Regions from separate parts of the Sus scrofa genome. Here region 2 is linked to region 1. Evidence: chromatin contacts called from public HiChIP or PLAC-seq data. All regions are on one chromosome and are shown on one strand. The core of a region is the stretch at or near the end of the contact, and the rest is flanking DNA. Distances in the headings are between cores, read along the strand shown. Region 1 has its middle 480 kb from the start of FAT1. Region 2 has its middle 16 kb from the start of FAT1.

The links. HiChIP or PLAC-seq counts read pairs in DNA pulled down with a chosen protein or histone mark.
Region 2: a contact with region 1 is called in an H3K27ac HiChIP or PLAC-seq map of skeletal muscle, with 9 times the contacts expected there. The contact joins two enhancer-like sites. A contact is called at or near these places in 4 of 47 Hi-C or Micro-C datasets (embryonic fibroblasts, fetal heart ventricle and fibroblasts) and 1 of 2 datasets of contacts at active chromatin or transcription factors (skeletal muscle).

The regions. Positions count from the first base shown.
Region 1 is chr17:7,978,202-7,984,093 of Sscrofa11.1, reverse strand. No RefSeq gene overlaps it. Among named protein-coding and RNA genes, the nearest start is that of FAT1, 480 kb to the left of the region's middle. Within about 2 kb of position 3,518, at least 11 of the 83 cell types and tissues checked have an H3K27ac peak or open chromatin away from gene starts, as enhancers often do. A contact at or near this core is called in skeletal muscle, where this site is marked.
Region 2 is chr17:8,446,942-8,452,833 of Sscrofa11.1, reverse strand. No RefSeq gene overlaps it. Among named protein-coding and RNA genes, the nearest start is that of FAT1, 16 kb to the left of the region's middle. Within about 2 kb of position 3,118, at least 58 of the 83 cell types and tissues checked have an H3K27ac peak or open chromatin away from gene starts, as enhancers often do. A contact at or near this core is called in skeletal muscle, where this site is marked.

The DNA of each region.
Region 1 (5,892 bases), core at 2,269-4,768:
TTTCTTACCATTTGGGTTGGTTTTACCATAATATTAAGAGTAATGTATGTGAACTCACTTTCACTCGTCTATCCCGGATTCCCTGGTTAAGGAATGACTATTTTTAATATTTCTGTTTTGCTTCTCAAAACCTATTTTTCCAAATTGGATTCTGTTAACATTACATTGAATCATTTTGTTCGCTTTTTGGTTTCTAGGTTTGCACGTTCCACCAAAGAAATTGCATATGGTAGTGTTGCTGGAGAGCCCATCCAATAGACTTATGGGAAGATCTACAGGATCATTTTATTGCAGACTATTAAGTTGCCAGGATTCCTTTCTAGAACCAAAGGGAATAGAAATGCATGAACAGATGAAACATTTTAACCTCTAAGGTGAACCAAAATTGTAGACTTGATTTCTCCATTCTGCTGTCCTTTCCTTTCTCAGGGGTCCTCCTCCCTCACCTATCCTGGTGTCACACTGAAATGTCTACTAATTGAGGGACCCAGAACCCCTCTCTCAGGCTTCCATGGCTTTGAACATTCTTTTTTCTCTTCCTGAGATGGTCTTCTCTTTATTTTAAAAAATAATATATTTATTCATTTTTAACAACTTTAAGGTATAATGGGCACACAATAAGCCACACACATTTAAGGTGTGCAGTGTGATGAGTTTTTGTTTTTCAACGTCATTGATATATAATGGACATATAATACTGTGTAAGCTTAAGATGTACAAACGTAACAATTTGAGATTTGTATATATTGCAAAATGATTACCACAATAAGGTTAGTTAATACATATATTAGTTCATGTAACTGCCATTTTTTTTCTAGTAATAAAGTTTAAGATTTACTCTTTACTCTTCTAACAACTTTCAAATGTACAATATAGGATTGTTAACTATAGTTACTGCACTTTACACTGCATCCCTAGAGTTTATCTAATAATTGGGAGTCTGTGAGCTTTGACCAACTTTACCCATTTCTCCCACTCCCCTCCCTGCCTCTGGCACCAGCAGTCTGTTCACTGTTTCTGTGAGTTTGGTTTTTTTAGATTCCACATATAAGTGAGATCGTAAAATATTTGTCCTTCTGCCAAATAACCACCATGGTGAGAGATCCCCAGAAGGGTTTCACCATGGATCAAGCTTATACTCAGAGGTAGCCATAGCACCAGTCACCAAGGAATGGTCACAGTCCTCAAGCAGAGTAACTAGAACAAGTGACAATTTCACTTGGTCCTTTGGAACAAAGACAAGTGCAGATGCAAATATAAACTCATTGACTTAAGTCTCTCTCCCCCTTTTGCTAAGAGAGCATCTGATTTCCTCTTCATTCACCTGGATACCATCTCGTGAAGGAGCTGTATGTATTATATGCATTTATAGTTTGTACATGTGTGTACATATGTGTGCTATGTACATGCATGTGGGAGGGTTATGTGAGCTGCAATCCAAAAGACTGAGCCTTTATCCAAAGTAGGTGAAGTTAATGCACAATCACTGTTTAAATACCAGAAGAATGACATATACCCCCCCCCTTTTTTTTTTTTTTTGGTCTTTTTGCCATTTTCTTGGGCCACTCCCACAGCATATGGAGGTTCCCAGGCTAGGGGTCCAATCAGAGCTATAGCCACCGGCCTATGCCAGAGCCACAGCAACACGGGATCTGAGCTGCGTCTGTGACCTACACCACAGCTCACGGCAACGCTGGATCCTTAACCCACTGAGCAAGGCCAGGGATCGAACTCACAACCTCATGGATCCTAGTCAGATTCGTTAACCACTGAGCCACAACGGGAACTCCCAAGAATGACATATACTCTTAATGGGTAAATGAAAGTACTCTTTTTCTTCTACTTCCCAGTTGAATGATGTGGAAGAATGTTAGACCTATTACAGAAAATTAAAAACATTTTACTTCCAAGCATGTATAATTGTGGTTGTCACCCTGTAACCCTGAGGTTAAATATACAATTTCTTTGGGGAAAGAAGAGTAAAATTATATTAAAATGTTTAAATGTGTTTTTTTTTTCTAAAAATGGAATCAATTATTATGGCCACATCCATTCAATTTTCTGTCAGGTTGTTTATGCACTTTCTATATAAATAGTCATCAGTGTCTGAGAAGGAGAAGATGAGGGCATTTCTCTGTGACGTGATTCTGTTTCCTGCTGGCTGTGCTTTTGTGAACCAGGTTTATCTTGCCACCTCTGGTCCTCCTTAGGGAACTATCACACTTTGAAGGAGCCAAGCTCAATAAGACAGGGTCCTTGTGCTCAAGAATTGTATGCCTTATTAAGGGAAATAAGTCAGACGTACACAAATCGATAAAATCAGGAAGTAAGGCAGTGTGTGACAAGTGCCTGGTGAACAGAGTGAGTCAAGTCTATGCCTCAGGCAGGGGAGACCGAGTCTTACTGAATTTATTTTCACTTAAGTTACATCCCAAGCGCTCCACCTGTATTTCATGGAGGGAAAAAAAATAAATGATACTGGAAGATTTCTAAGGCGAGATGATTTAACAAACTCTTATTTTTATTTTATTTCTGATCTTTAGGGCCGCACCTGTAGCATATGGAATTTCCCAGGCTAGGGGTTGAATCAGAGCTGTAGCTGCCAGCCTACACCACAGCCACAGCAACTTGGGATCTGAGCTGCATCTGCAATCTACACCGCAGCTCAGGGCAACATGGGCTCCTTAACCCACTGAGTGAGGCCAGGGATCGAACCTGCATCCTATGGTTACTAGTCAGATTCGTTTATGCTGCACCACATCAGGAACGCCCTTAACAAATTCTTTAAAAGAATTAGTAAAAAGTGTATTTTGATTCATAGCAGTAGCTGGAGAGAGACACTAGATTTTCCCACTTTTTCTGTATTTGATCCTACATGCTCCAGAATAAATGGGTCTTCTTTTGATTTTCCCTTTGATTTTAATCTTTATTCTTTCCACTCCTGCTGACCTAGCGAACACCCCTTCATTCTATCTGATCCACAAGGTCTCTGGGTCACCTCTGAAAAAGACTGGTGTTAGAACAGCATCAAAGCCACTGGCTCCCCTTAAAGGAGGAGGGCTAGCTGTCAGGAGACGGTCATCCCTGGGGGTGGGATTTTTGACCCTGGGATTCCCATGGTCATAAAATTCTTATTTTTGGAAGACTACGTAGCTATTTCCAGAGCAGGCTGAGTTCTTTCTAGGAGTCGTCATACACGGCATTGCTTTTTTTCTGTGAGAAAGTAAGCTAATCCCCTTGGGGATGCTGTGGGAATAATAGCCACAGTGTTAGAACTAATCTACTTGAAAAGCCTAATTCTTAAAAGATGCATTTTACAATTTTTAAGACATAATTATTTTCACAGTTGAAGCACTCAGGGTAAAGGGGCATCCAGGATATTTTTAAAAGATTATACAGTGTATTTTGTTGGGACATTTTTTCCCTATGATTTCATAGCCTCTCCCTCCTAGAAGGGAAAAACAATGTTTCTTTTTCTCCCCCTTTTCTTGCTTTTGTAACTGTACTCAGCTAGGGGACAGGAAAGGGTTTAAAGATGCTGGAGCCATGCGCTGGTCAGTAATTAGATTTTGATTTCCCATGTAACGTGTGTAGAACTTTGTAACCAAGCTGATATCTGGGCTAGATGCCCAGTGGAAATTTTAGGAACAGAAGACAGTGTGTCTCTGTACGTTGTTTCAAATAACTCTCCTTGGCTTCTTTCAGGAGATATAAGAGGCGTTCACATTAGGCCAGAAGGTTATTAGATCTCCACGAGGCTCCGTCCGGCTACATGCCATGCATATTATTCTGTCAACACCAATGTCATTAGAACCTGCTAAAACTGAATGACTCTTAGCAGCTTTACGGCTGGCTCACAACGTTTGACAATGACCAAGAAACGCAGCTGGGCATCGATGAGGATTCTTCACTGGGCTGGTTTGTATCTAAAAAGTGTGGGAAATGAGGTGGAATAACAGTATCACTGTTTCAATGTAAAATGTTTATAGAATAAGTATTGAGTTTTTTCTCTCCAAGGCTGGGATTGATTTTCCGACACCACCCACACCCCTCTCCCACTACCTTTATAGCCCCAGTGACTATAAATAAGTTGCAGGAAAATTACTTCTCTACTATTTCACAATGCTTTCCTTATCTGACTGCCACAGCTGTCACATATCCAAATGCTCTTATTTAAGATGTCTAAGGATGGAGACGCTATTGCTTGTGTTCTGCAGTAGCTGAAGAACAATCTCGTAGTATTTTTATGAATGTAATTCATTTCTTCTCTTTTGCTTCACTACTATTTTACTGTCTAGTTCTCTCTCAAATATATTCACATAGATGTTCTCTAGTCTCTTCTGTAAGGTTCTCCTGTCTACTGTTAATATTTATTCAAAAGAAAAATGAAAGATTTTAGAAGAATCTGTGAATCTGAGCTTCAAAACTTGCTCTTAGATTTCAGTATTTCTAATGTGAATTCACAAATAATGCTTGTCCTTTTCATTATTAGCAATAAATCTTCAAGGTCATTGTTCGGCTCCCAAATATTCAACAGTAAGCATTTTCACACTTTCTTCTCCACATTGTTCTGTTTCCTTCAAAATTAGATGCCCTTAAAAATGCACACAGAGAATGAATACTGCCTAGAATGAAACACTCACAGAATTTGAAAACTCATAGGATTAAAGAATTTTCATGTAGTTAAATTCTGTATACTTACGTTTCCTTTAAAATTTACTAACTGTTAAGTTTTCCCTTTAGTTAACATTATTTATTCCATCTGAGAGCTCTTGTTATCTAAAGTTATACGTTCTGAGTCTAAACAAAACAAAATGATGTAAAAATATCACATAGAAGATGCTAAGTTAGTATTTTATAGTATGTTGTTCAAGACCTAGAAGGATCTACACCAGTACAAATTTCACTAAATATTCTTTTCCAATAATAACTCTCTTATTATTTATTTATTTGTTTGTTTGTTTGTTTGTTTGTTTATTTATTTATCTTTTAGGGCCATACCCATGGTATATGGAGTTTCCCTAGCTAGGGGCTGAATTGGAGCTCTATGTGCTGGCCTCCCCCGTAGCCAGAGCAATGCCAGGTCCGAGCCACATCTGTGACCTACACCACAGCTCACAGCAATGCTGGATCCTTAACCCACTGAGTGAGGCCAGGGATCGAGCCTGTGTCCTCATGAATACTAGTCAGATTTGTCTCCACTAAGTCACAATGGGAACGCCCTCTTATTATTTTTAAAGTATTACTCTTGGATACCTAGCATACTTCGATAACTTTCTCAGGTAAATTAAAATCATTTTAAAAATCATTTCATCTTGTCACTGAGTCTTAGAATGAGGTAAAGAGTAATTTAGATTAGTTACAAGAATTAGGGCAGACTATTAGTGAAGTTTATAGAAACAGCAGAATTTTATATGGAGCACTGCAAGATTCTGCTTTGTAAACTTTCCTGCAAAATTATTTATATGAGAAATATATCATCTATCAAGTAAATGGTAAATATTGAGAGAGGGTCAAAGTTATTACAGAAAGAAAACACCCAAATCCATGAGGAAAAACACTGCAAGAATGTATTATGAAATTATTTTCCACAACTCTTCAAAGTCTACGGAAAAAGCCCCTGGTGTCAGGTAGAAAGAAATAGAAAGCCTAGCCATTATTTTGAGGATTTGATCAAACTAGACACTTAACTGGGGTCTTTGTAGGCAAAGTCCTCCCACTTTCTCCACTGTAGAACTAGTCTTTAGTTAAGTTCCTCTTCCTGAGTTGTCAGAATAATTGTTACAACTCAAGTCTTTCCCTTTTCCACCTCAACTGTGGATTATTTCTCATCCCTAACTCTAATTTCTTCTGAGTGTCTGGGTGTCATGTTGTGATTGGTCCAAAAATGAC
Region 2 (5,892 bases), core at 1,869-4,368, 470 kb before region 1:
CAACCGCACCTAAGAACATTCAACCAGTTACAAATCAAACCTCAAGGCAGCACTCCTTCAGGGCACAAAACACCTAAGAAAACTTATGACTCCATCGCAAAGATCCTATCCCTTAGCAGTTGGATTCTCTTTACACCACACCTACGCTGTGAATATCTAACAAATCAGAAGAATTAAGCGCAGAGCCAGATCAGTGGAGTGTTTAGCAGACTCCAGTGTTACCCGAAGTAAGCAGAGCGCGCGTGTGAAGTTTCCGAGCTCCTTTCCGAGGCGGAAGTTCTCGCGCTGCAGCAGCAGCTCTGCTTTCCAGCAATGGCTCCGGGGCCAAACCTGGTGCAGCCCCGGCCGCTGCCCGCTCTGCGCTGCAGCTCTGGGGGTGAGTAATTACCATTCCAGTCACGATGCGAATTATCCGCTCCCGCCCCTCCGCCTCCTCCCCAAACCTGCTGGAATCCAGGGCCAGCCCTGAACTTGCCGAGTGGGCCAGCGCCTCCGCACCCCTGCAGTCTGGTGGGGCACTTTCTTTCCATCCCAGTTCCCAGACTGCCCGCGGTGCACTGTCCAGGGCTGGGTAGAAGCAAGGTCTCACGGAGTAAAAAGCCCGCCACCGCGCCGCAGCAAGTTGCCCGTGCCCCAGGCACAGAGGGCTCCTGCTCGGCCAGGTATTGGCACGGAGCGCGCCGCTCAACCCTCGCCCACGGCACTCAAGCCCCAGCTTGGTTTCCCTCAAACTTACAGCAAAGTTGGCCTGAAGCGAAGGCGGCACTCTCCAGGGCGCGCACTCTCGCCTCAGCGCGCCCCCGAGGGGGGTCCCGGCCTGCCGGGGACTTCGTTGGTCCCGCAGGACCGCATGGTCTTGGCGGCCCACCTTCGCTCCCCGCACGCCTCGCTCCAAGGCTGCGTCCTGCAGCCTGCTCCAAAGCCGCGGGGTTGGGCCCCCGCGTCTTACAAGCACGGCGCGGGGATATATCCCTCCGCCCGCGGCCACGCCCGCAAGCGCCGGCTCTCGTTTCTTCCGCGGGGAAACTCGACCTGACTTTCTCCGGCAGCCGGACTCCCAGACCCGGGGACTGGGGCTAGGGCTCCCCCGCCTAAGGTCAGGGATCTCCCTGCAGCTACAGCAGCCAACTCTAAGCGAAGAGACTAGAGTGCGCAGGATAATCTAGCGACACCCCGAGGAACAGTCTGGGCCTCGCTCTAGTGCGGAGTTATGGCCAACACACAGATTTGTGGAGGGAATTAATATAGAATATTCTCTGCTAGGAAGGGAAACATTAGCTTAACAATTTAAAAAAAAAAAAAAGCGCTTCCCACGCCTCTCTCTTTTGATTCTCGGGAACCTTAAGGGAATTGCTACATCTGCATTTGAATGCCTTGGTTGTAGGTCTGCATTAGCTCAGTGGAATAAAATCTTCCAAAAGATCTCAAAAAGAATGCAGTTAGATCGGAATCGACTTCTTCAATCTACGCTAAGATCCCGGGCAAATGAAAAAGCTTTCTCCGCGACCTCTTTTCACAGAGCCAGTTGGACCCCAGAACCTCCCCCGCCCAGGTAACGAACCTCAACGCCGGCCTTCCCAGGCAGACACCCCCGGCTCCCAGGTCTGCGGGACAAAGGACAGCGGTGCCGCCTCGTGCGCTTTCCCACCCGGTAAGTACAGCCTGCAAACTGTGAACTCAGTCTAATGAGAATCTACAAGTTCCTCGCGGAGAAGGGGAAACCCTGGGTGTCCAGACGTCCCACTCGGGGAACTCCCCCCGCCCCCCAAGCCCAAGAGCGAGGTCCGGGCATCCCGGGGCTGTGAGCCCAGCCTCAGCTCAGGCAAAGCTCCAGACGCCGGCTCAGCGCTGCCAGGAGTGCTCCCGGCCGTTGGGAAACAGCCCTCAGAAGAGGGCGGACATGACCTCAGAAAGTTTGTGGAGCTCAAATATGTTAACACTGTGAGGACAAAGAGATATGATTTCCCTGGAACCGGTGGAGGGGGGCTGCAGGGGGAACCACGAGGGCGAGGGAATCTAGGGTTAAAGAGGGAATTGCCTTAGTTCAAAGTTAATGCAGTCTCCTCTTACACCATCTCAAAGAAGGTGAGTGGAAAAAAAAAAGTGTGGGCAGGTTATGGTTAGGAAGGAAAAGTAATGCCTGCAGACTGAGTGTGCTGATTCGTAGCACTATGAGAATGTGGCATATTCCCTGCCAGTTATTTAGAATACGCACAAATTCACCCGTGCAACAAACATCATCATCATCCAAACACCCAGCCACAGCCATAACTGCGCAAAGGGCTCCTAGAGTTACAGGTCAATTTCATACATGGAAAACGTGGAAAAAAGGTGACCTGATCGCTAAGCTCAACTCTTTTGTGCCCCTTGCTGAATTCTAACTCCAAGCAGAACACAATCACCCATGAATGCCAACAGTTTGTTTGGGGGGCGGTGGGGGTGGAGAACAGTAAAAGATAGAACAACATTCTGCAAGATAAAATCACAAGATTTTTTAAATGGGACAAAAGAATTCCTGGAGAAAATTACCGTTCATTAATAAATAACAATGATCACTTGGACTAAAACATCTGTTTGGAAATTCCGATTCACCGGATTCCCTGAGAAACCTAATTGCCTGGAAGAAGTTGCACTTTGTCGCCACAGGAACAGCCGAGAGCCAGAGATGGAGGTTTCAGAGGCCAGTGCAGCCACGTTTTTACTGATCCTTTAGCCCCAACAGAACGAAAAGAGATGCCTTTTTGCTACTATCACATTACCTTCATATGAACGAGAAATGTAGTTCAAGCTCCTCACTTGTCCTCTCAATAGTCGATCCTTCCTAACCCAGTCCCCAGAGGCTCAAGAAAATTAGGAGGATGGGAGTGGGTTCCCAAAAACAGAAAAAGCTTTCTGCCAAGCACCGCCTTTGCATCCAGTCCACCCAAGCTGGTATTTGTATATTAGACATAAAACCGACCTTAGTGGGTGATAACTGAAGCCCAGGGTATTGTTGACCTGCCTCAAGCCCACGTCCCAGAACCGGCAGGTCCAAGTTCGTGGTGGGCTCAGAACCCCACAGGGAGCGCGCGCTTTGCCGGGTATCCGGACTAGAGGGCGCTGCGCCACTGCAGATCACGCGCACCCGATGCATCCTCCCTGGGCACCATTTCTATAATAAGTTACATTCGAAATAATGCACAAACAGCATAGCTTTTCAAGTTCTTTTCAACAGTGCCCTGTAAGTATTTTATGAATTCCAAAACCTATGCATACTGATCTTTCATTCCGAGCCAAGCACAACCGGAGCGGAAAGCCTGTAGGATGCATTCGCTTCCCTGTACTAGCCAAACACCACGTAATTTCATTTACGTTTAAACTTAAATACAAAAAGGCTTGCACTAAGAAAGGAACTCACTCGTCCAGCCGAGTCCTCGTTGCTCCGCGTTGAAGTCCGAGCAGCTCTGTAATCCCTACGCGATTTGGCTGTTTAAGAAAAAAAAAAAAAAAAAAGCCGTGCCAGAAGTACCAACTTTGCTACCCTCGGATCTTCAGCTTGTCCCCAACGAGAGTGCGAAGCGCCCGCGCAGCCCAGGTGGCCCCATCTCTAGAGGCTTCCGTCCTGGGTGAAACTTGAGCACCAAAAGGAGGAGAAATGAGAGTGCGCGAGGGCTAGAGAGAGGGCCGAAGAGAAACCAAGTTTGTCTGGACTAGTCCGGGCAGGGAGCCGCTGAGTTTAGGAGTTGCGGCTGGGAGCTGCGGCGGATCACTGCCTCTTTCCCCACTCACTCCCTCCGGGAGGTGGTGGGGGAGGGGAGGTGACGTCAGCGCCCCGCCTCGCCCCCAGCCCCGCGGCGCGGACCGGATTCTCCAGCCGGGTCCGCCTCCCGGACGGTAGCGGCGGCGAGCTCGGAGGCTGGGCAGGCTCCTCTGCTGCAGCGATGGCTGCGATCCTGGCGGTGAAGCGGCTGCCCGTCTCCACCCTGCCGCGTCTCCCCGGCACAGGGGAGCTCTGGCGTTCCTCGCACTCAGCACCGGAGCGGCCCCGCGCGCGCACCTCGCTGGCTTGCCTTCTCGCTAGCCCGCTCCGGCCGCGTTTCCCACGGCTCGAACTGCAGGTGATGCTCTTTCTCTTCTGCAGCTGAGATTCGTCGCGAAGTGACGCCTCCCGGTTTTTGCAGGGCGGAAGCGTGAAGAGTCTCTGCAGACTGGCCTGGACGACTTGTACTTTGTAGCCCTCCAACTTCAGGATGTGATCTATTTTAAATACTTCTCGTGTTCAATCGCTGTTTGTGATCTTTGCGTTGAAAATTACGGAGCCATATTTTAATGTTCAAATCCTTTCTAAAAGCGTCTACGTTTTTAGCCCGTACTCTGAAGAGTACGGGGATCCGTGGGGTGGGAGGAGAAGTGGAGGAGGAGCCAGTTTCTAACGTTTCTTAGGAGTCATCCACAGCGATAGGGGCCAATAGACAAATCAATGTCTACTCCTCGTAATATAGACTAAGATAAATGTAGATGCTGTTGAAGTTTAATTCGCAAGTAAATGCGTCATTTCTGTGTAAGCATTCAGGCGCCAGGAAAATATCTGCTGTGGAATTTTTTTTTTCCCCCAAAGGAGCTGAAGTGTCGAAATAAAATTTCAACACCGTAAAATTCCCAGGGAGCCATTTCTGAGTTGACTCTGTCCCCAGAAGGCTGGCATTAAAATTCAAAGATCCCTGGAAAAGGAAAGGGGGCTAGGAACAGGTTCTATTAATACCTTCAAAGCCATTGATCTAGATTTAGTGGTCAGTTTAGCTGGCTGTTATCTTTGAAAGGTAAAGAGCAAAACCCTTAGGATACAGGAAACAAGGGAAGGAGTTAAAGCATTAAGAAAAAAGATTAAGTGTTGGAGTATTGCCTGTGCTTATAAGGCCTTGAGGAAGAAGTCATTTAAGAGATCTCTAAATTAGTTTCCTCATCTATGATAAGGAATGACACCTGCTTCACATTGTAAAAATGTATTCGTGTATTTTTTTTCCTTCGAAAATATTTATCGAATGCCATTTATTTGCCAGGGAGATAACAATCACTCACACAGGCAGCACTTTCCCCCAGCATCATCTACAGTGTCTATTAAGCACCTAGGATCAATATTCTTTCTTACCCTCCTTGGTTCTTTGCAGTGTCTCATTCTCCTCATCTATACAATTAGGAAGTTGAAGTTATTACAAATAATTTAAGGTGTATGTTGCTTTGAAAGGGAGAGGAGGGCACCAAGAGGCTAGGAGATGGAGGGTTATGAGTCTTCAGACCTGGGAGCACCCAGAAGGTGCCAAATTCCTGAGGAGGGAGGAAGCAATCAAAGGACAAACTGACTTGAAAGGCCAGACAGTTAGTACAGAGGACTGACCTCCTATGCTTCACTATTTCATCCACACAGGCCACTCCTTTTATGTCAATAGTTGAATTTAGAAATTGACCATGTATTACAAGTTCTTATAAATGATACACATAAGTTGCCCCCAGAAGCTGCCATGCGAGTCAATTTGGTTTGCTATACTCATCTTTCGAGCTATCATTGGTAAATCAAATAACTTCCAATAAAAATATACAAATGAGACCTTATATATAATCATTGATAGTATTAATTGAAATAGCTACCTTTTAAAAATCAAAGTGAGAGGGACAGAAAACTTTGAACAAAGCCTCTAGATCTACACAGTCTAATCCTAAAGGTAGCCATCAGGCACTAGTGGCTAAGTAAATTAAAATTCAATTCCTTGGTCTCACTGGCTACATTTCAGGTACCCAATATCCACTCTTGGCTGGTGGCTGCTCTTGTGTTCAGGACCAATAAAAGAACATTTTTATCATGACAGAGTTCTGTTACAGACTTTGCTATCGTTTTTGGAAGTCTACATCAAACAT